Regions from separate parts of the Rattus norvegicus genome. Here region 2 is linked to region 1. Evidence: chromatin contacts called from public Hi-C data. All regions are on one chromosome and are shown on one strand. The core of a region is the stretch at or near the end of the contact, and the rest is flanking DNA. Distances in the headings are between cores, read along the strand shown. Region 1 holds the start of Aftph (aftiphilin). Region 2 has its middle 27 kb from the start of Rps28-ps5.

Region 1 (3,687 bases), core at 782-3,281:
GTTGCTGAATATTTTCAAAGTCACATTAAAAATCATCAACAACAACAACAAAAAAAATGAAGTTTAGACTGTGAAGGCTTTCTGACCTACATAATAAGGAACTGAAAGTGATTAAAGAGAAAAGGCTTTTATTTTTTAATTTACAAATTGACAGAGGCTGGACATGATGGCATATACCTGTAATCCAAGTGCTTGAGATGCAGAGACAGAAGGATTAGGAGTTTGAAGGCGGTCTCAAGCTACATTTGAGCTACATGAAACCCTGCCTCAAAAACTAAAAAAAACTGTTGATAACATTAAACTGGAATATAAACATTTAATTTAGATAATTCTTGATAAAGTATCTAATATATAAGAGACTGCTGTAATGAGACTTGAGGTGAAGGCTTGTCAATTCCTCAATGAGATGCTATTTAGGGAATTCCTTGTCTGTGAGATTTCACAAAAAATAAACCACCAGTACTCAAATTTCACTGCTTTTTGCACCTAGCTTTTTATTAACTATAAGCAGAACAGCTTAAAAATAATTTTAAAATGTTTTAGAATAGAATCACCTAGATTATGAGATTTTCATAGACAATTGGATTCTGCAAAATTTATCAATGTCATTACGGGTATATCTCTGCTTGACACGGGATTATTTTCATTGCAGCTTCTAGGTCAAAAGATCAAATAACATTAAACTCAAGTGCCCTATACATTACGAATCTTACTAAATTTATTTTCTGGAACTTTTTAATGACTTAAAAATATATCTCTAAACATCAATAGATAAATCTAATACAGACACTATATCTAATAAGAATCTAGTAAGTGCTATTTGCTGAACTAGAAATTATGATGCTGGGTCTAGCTTTTTGAGATATATCCATATATAAGGCTACCAAAGGGACTTTGTTTTAACAAATGCACTTCTGAAGAGTGTTAAAAATGATTACTACAATTGTCAAGTTTAGAACCTTATAAAATGTAGGTAAGCCAGGCTGCTTATATCAACGCATTAGAGTTGAAGCATAGTTCCCCCTAGAGTTTAGCATATATTTCTCTAATAGTCTAACAAATGTAAAATCTGATTTAAACCGTTCCACAGCACCTATCCCCACCACTATCCTCCCCCACATAAACAAAAAACCCACCTTAGAGTATAAGGTTGTACCTCGTGGGAGATATTTATGCCCTGAAGTTTGAGTAAAGTTTTACTTTTCTTAGTGAGAACTCTGAAACAGAACCATCGCTCCTTTGACGCTCCCTGCCCCCCACCCCGTTAATATTTACATGTATGAGTCAGTTCTTTCCTCAACCGCAACAGATTCAGAGGGACATCACGCTATAACTTGAATAAACCAACAAGGTGGGGGCGGTGGGAGGCACAACTAGTCTCAGTTTCCAAGGGAAAAAAAACCCACCACCGTTCACCCTCTGTCCCCGGCACCCCGCAGCACCTGCCAAGTCGGGCGCTTAAAGAATAATGGCTCAACTTTCGGACGCAATGAGGGAGAAGACGCAGATGATTTCCTGAGGAGTGCCGAAAGGTCCTCTCCGCAAGGGACACAGCTCTGGGCCGTCTCTGCCCGTTGGAGCATTCAGAGACCCTCCTAGGCGGCACACTCCTGCAGCAGCCGGCCTCGGGCCTCCGCGAGGCAGACAGTGTTTACACCTGTCACGAGGGAGGTGGGAGAAGGAGGAAGCCAAAGCGAAGCCCCAAACTTCTGCACAGCGGCCGGGAGGGGACCCCGACGCGCAGCTCGGGGCAGGTAGACGGCGTGGGGCAGGGCGGGCCACGGCGGCCCGGAGGGCACGGCTGGCTCTCCTCTGCTGAGACCGGGATGCCGAGCGCCGTACCACTCTGCTTCAGGCGCTGCCAGCAGCGTTCCGCACCCGCGGAGGAGAGCAGAGCCCGCGCCGGAGCTCGCAGGCCCGCATCCGGGCCGACGCGGGCAGGTGCTTCAGGCCGGGGAGACTAGCCCGGCCGGCTCCCTCGCACCCCGACAGAGCGGCGGCAGCACTCACCTGGCTCGTCCCGGGCGGCCGCGATGGGCATGGCTCGGCGGCCCGGGGAGGAACTGGCTCCCCGGGGAAGGACCGGTTACTCGGACGCTGAGCTGGTGAGGGCGGAAGGGGAGCTGCTCCCAGCCCTGTCAGCGCCGCGGCGCCATGGACGCCCACCCGGAGTTTCAGCGCTGCCGCGGGACCCCCATCCCACTACCCTCCGCCCTCTTCCGCCGCCGCCGCCTCCGCCTCCTCCTCCTCCGCGGAGACCCCCGCCCACTCCACACACTCTCCCATCATGCAGCGGGGAACCGCTGCTGTCGATACGTCACTTCCGGGCGCAGGTGGCTAGGTCGGGGCCCGGCGCTGGTGGGTGCCGGGGTGGGGGAGGACACTCCAGGGGAATTAGTGTCACAGAATTCTTACTTCTGCGCAGGCGCCGTCGTGTGCAACGACGTTCGCCATTTTGGGTGCGGGCAAGTTGTCTTTTTTTTCCGTACTCACTGAAGTGTGGGCTAGGGACGTCCTAACCCCCTGCCCGACCCTCTGAGGCAGCGCTCCGGGTCACAGACCCGAGCTCCTCTCAGTCCATTACTTTACCGTTGGGCCCGGGAGCGGGTTAAGTTTCGCCTTGGTGTAAAACTGCAGACGTATGGAAATACGGAACCAGATCTACTGAAAAACCGGCTGGACAACATTCAGCAGCTCGTCCTTTCTGCCCGGAAAAAAAAAAAGACTTTTTCATTCCCTTCCTCTTTATGTAAGCCAACAAAAGAGGAAGCTGTTATTTAACAAACGAGAAGTGATTGTCCTACTTAAGAAGTCAGCAGGCAAACTAATGGTCTTCCACAAAATCAGTCCAGAATTGTGCAGGTGTTTGGAGAAGATGATCGTTTTCATACATCTTTCAAATCAACTTGTGCATTTGAGCGATTCTATACAATAGAGGTCATAAGAGAGAGAGAGGTTTTGTTTCCATCAGTCCAGAGCAGTTGGTCTTTATGTTTTATAACCTTTCCCGGTCCTTTATTATGACTGTTAGAACCCATTCCACTGTAAAACTCAGACTACAAGGCTGCAGGGTTATTATTTCCGTCTCAGATGGTGAACCCTGGACTCTTACCCTATAAACCGTGAGCCCTGCCGGGTCCTCTTTCTGCCCACGCTGAATTATTTAAAATAATTCCAAAACCGCAAAGCTCAGCAGTAAGCCAGACACAAGGACTGAAAACACCCGTCATCTCAGAGAACTGTCCACCCTTTGACTGGAGGAATTATAGTCGTTGGGAAAGATAAGGACAATAGCAATTCATTACGGTTTATCCCGCCTCTGCAATGTTCTAGACAAATTAACTTGAAGAACTAAAATAGACCCTCATTTGTCTCCTCACAATTCAGTCATTGCAAGATAAGGGAGACTGCATTACTGCTTTGTGGTTATGCTGAATGTTTTTGTTATTGCCCAGTCACTGAAGTGAGAAAAATCTATATGGCTTGTCAAATGTATTCCTTTTGTATTTCGCCCCCTGCTGGTGTAGCTCGTGTGCAAATTAAAAAGAAAATTGTATGTCACTGTAAAACATGTTTATTGTCCAGAATGAAAGTCAAACAAAACAAAACAAAACAAAACAAAACAAAAAAACCCAAAAACTGCGTATAAAACTGAAAATGAATTGATTTCGGATAAACATATTTTTG
Region 2 (3,687 bases), core at 456-2,955, 39 kb after region 1:
GTCGTGCCCACTCTGACGTGTTTGGCCGTAGCACTGCCTTGGAGGATGAATGACCAACCATGTGGAGTTCGTCTTCAGGAGAGGGCTTAGACAATTATCTTAGAGCCTGTGGAGAGGTTTTCCCTTTCTTTATAGGCTGGCACGTTGCGAGTGCATGAAAGTAAGATGCAAAAAGGAATATTCATAAAATCTCAAATATCTCCCAACAGAATGCTGATTAGAAAAATCAAAATAGTAATTTTATAGTAGAACCCTATCTGGCAAGTGTCACCTCAAAAAAAGTGGTCAAAGGAGACCTTGGCATCAACTGGGCAAACGGGCATATATGGCTTCCTGATGCCAAGCATGTAGAAGGGTCCAACATCATTTCTGAACTATGTCTGACAAAAATGCATACCTCGATGAATCGTGAGGAAACAAAAAGAAATCAAATGGGAACGTTCTACAAAGCATCAAGCTTTAGTAAGAACAATTAAGGACTTTAGTGAGGTGGGTTTAACTTGTCAAGTCTGATGGCATGAGTTCCGGTCGTGGGACCCACTCGGTGAAAGGAGAACCAGTTCCTACAGGATGGCCTCTGACCACCATCCCGACAGGTGCCCCTTCACACACACACACACACACACACACACACACACGAATAAATAAATGTAATTTTAGAACATCAAGGTCACAAAATACAAAAGAAGAAAATTTGCAAATTAAAGAGAAAGAAACATTACAGCTAAATATGCCTTGGTATAGGTTATGACAACAATAAGGGGTATTGGTGAAGCGGTCCTGGGCAAATTTGAACAAGTGTGGGTCTCAGATTCGTTCTCTGCTGTCTGGATGCGGCCAGCACAACGGCAGGGCTAAGTCCGAGAAAGGTGGCTTGTGCGGGGCAAGTGGCCAGAGTCCTGGGTCCTGAGACAGCTACAGTGGTGCAGTCTGCAGCAGCGCTGTGCTGTGAGCCCTTTGGCCAATGAGAAGCTGGCCAGGCAGTGGGAGGGGGTCAGAGATCCAAGGTTGTGTGCTTCTTCCGGAGAGCCCTCTCGCAAGTATTACGGCTCTGTGAAAGCAGCCAGTCTCAGATGATCCTTGGTAAAATAACTTGTTTGCTTTATTCCACGCGGACAGGGACGACATGAACCTGCGGCGGGTGAATGTTTTCTATTGGCTGAGGTTGAGATGTCGGGGACGCTCTATTTGCACGGGGCAGGACTCCAGGTGCTGCATCACGTGACTGACTGCCCTTGGTCCTCTCTGTTGGAGGTTCCACGTTTCAGAGCAGGTACAGAGACAGGGAGGGAGTGGCTCCACTCCTGCCCTCTCAGACCTATGAGAATGCCCGGCCTTGGGCACCCTCCACCTCACGAGTTCTTAAACCCGGCTGGTGGCCCGGCCCGCGTGCTCTACAAACAAGCTTTGCAGATTAGATAACACCGTGGTTTCAGCGTCAGTGTGTCGAGTTATAGCACGGCTGTATAAAAGAACGTGTATCTGCGAAGCATACACTGTAGAGGTGCAGGCCGGCGCGTCTGTCATTTATGCTCAGAGAGTTCAGGGGAAAAAAGAAAACTATACGTAGAAAGAGGAAAAGACAGAAAAAATTTTAAAGTAAATGTGGTAAAATATTAACCTTTGGGGAACTTAAGAATACTGTATGGGAGCTGGGTTTAATCCCAGTACTCAAATAGCAGAGGGACTGAGTTTGAGGCTGGCCTTGCCTACACAGTGAGTTCTTGGTCAATCAGTGATGGATCAGCCTGATTCCATCGTAAGATTAGAAACCATATGGTCACAAGGTCAAAACAGATTCATTTCTGTTTTCTGTAAAACTTAAATTTGATCATGCCTCGACCTTGAATTTGGTGTGTTCTACTCCCTGTACCCTGACCTCCACCCTATGCCCTGATAAGATGTTCTGCCAAGTAATTTTGACATATTCATCCAAATTCCTACATAATCAAAAAAAAATCCCCCAGCCCTTGGAAATCCATTAATCTTGTGGTTTTTAAAGCTATATAAACTCCAGCGTCTTCTGTGTTCACCGCTGTTGTTTCAAACCCTGCTTTAGGAAGAAAGCCCTGTCTGACTGAAAATAAAGCTTGCCCAATTAGACTAAAAGATTTTGGATAAAGATCTTTACTCTTGTTTGGTGGGATTAACATCAGGGCTACATAGAGAAGCCCTGTTTCAAAAACCAAAAGGAAGATGGTGGAGGAGGAGGAGGATGGGGAGGAGGAGGAACAGGAGGAGGAGAAGAAAGAGAAGAGGAGGGGGAAAGATGAGGGGGAGGGGGAGGGAAGAGGGAGAGGCAGGGGGTGGGGAGACAGAGAGAGAAAGAGAGTCAGAGAGACAGAGAGAGAGAGAGAGACAGAGACCATATGGGAATCTTTACTTTTGCAGTCCGAATTATTTCACAATGTAAAGTTTAAAAGCATCTCATAATAACACGGCTGTTTGTTGAAGACAATGGACACATATCAAGAGCTTTCTAAGTAACCTTCAAAGCTCTTTGTGTGCATAATACCCCGTAATCTTCACACTAACCCAGAGTTATGGGTAGGCTTATCTCCAAATGAAACGGAGCAGCAGGTTAAGACAGGATGAGAAACTTGGCCAAAGAGTACTCATTAGCCATGGTAGAGACACAGCGAACCAGGGGTGTCTGATCCCTAGATACAGTTACTGAGGATGCTGGGCTCGGTGATGGGGTAGGGGGATGGGGGTGGGGTAGGGGAGATCTCAGTGACATCACAGCATACAAACATACCCAGTGGTTCTTCTGAGACTTACCACAGAAAGGCAGGTGAAAGACTAAAGTAACTTATTTCTACCTCAGACTTCGCCCTTCTTCAGGCAAGCAGGTAAGGCCTGAGACTAATTCTGGCCAGTAGAGGTGAGGTGACCCATTGTGGCGAAGGTCAAGCATGTAGGGGTCAAAGTGCTTTCCCCAAGCTCTGGCTTCCCCTTCTAGTGCATGAGTTGAAGTGGAGAAGCCTCAGCCTGGAAAGCACCGCTTCCTGGACCCTGGAGTCTTGGCAAGGTGGAAAGAGGCCTGAAGACCCTCCTGCTCCTGGATTTTGTATGAGTTGAAGTAAATCTGCTAATCGAAACTCTTGAGATGTGCATGCCAACTGAGGAACAGATCCTAACCTCGCTACATGGGCAGAAGGGCCTGAAGGCCTGCAAGCACTTGAGTGGCAGCTGAAGGAGTAACTGGGGGGCGAGTCTAAGGGGAGAAACCAGGGAGGCAGAGAGGACTCTGTGTGGATCGGAGATGTGCGCCCCGTTATGAGAGAAGAGCTGTGATCTATTCACCCCGGTTCATCACTTTCTAAAATTATTTGGGGATAACACTGCCAGAGCTTAACTAAAGATCACCCAAAAACCTAGATTTAAAATGCGGACTCTCGATGGTTAACTACAGTCTCCTAGGACACAGCTGAACACCAGGCATCCTTGTGTCCTAGGAATGTTGCTGCCTCCTGTGCCTTCTGTCCTAGGCTCCCACAGCCCAACTCCTCTCTTTAGGTCTTTGCCAAATCCCACCTTCTCCATGGCAAACCCTTTGCAGGCCCACCCCTTCAAACCGTACCGCTTCCTTCCTATGGCAAATTCTCTCCCGACTTGGGGTGTTTCTCTTTCTCCATATTATCTATCATCTTAAAAAAAACAACAGACCTAGAGGGAATCCCACCA

The links. A called contact is a pair of places that touch in the nucleus more often than the background predicts.
Region 2: a Hi-C map of kidney shows a contact between it and region 1, with 2.2 times the contacts expected there. The contact joins the enhancer-like site here to the promoter of Aftph in region 1. A contact is called at or near these places in 2 of 12 Hi-C or Micro-C datasets (hepatocytes and kidney).

What each region holds. Positions count from the first base shown.
Region 1 is chr14:99,124,696-99,128,382 of GRCr8, forward strand. Aftph (aftiphilin) reads right to left here and starts at 2,032. Exons shown (of 9, transcript NM_001305127.1): 1 at 2,011-2,032.
Region 2 is chr14:99,164,031-99,167,717 of GRCr8, forward strand. No RefSeq gene overlaps it. Among named protein-coding and RNA genes, the nearest start is that of Rps28-ps5, 27 kb to the left of the region's middle. Within about 2 kb of position 1,706, at least 22 of the 93 cell types and tissues checked have an H3K27ac peak or open chromatin away from gene starts, as enhancers often do. A contact at or near this core is called in hepatocytes and kidney, where this site is marked.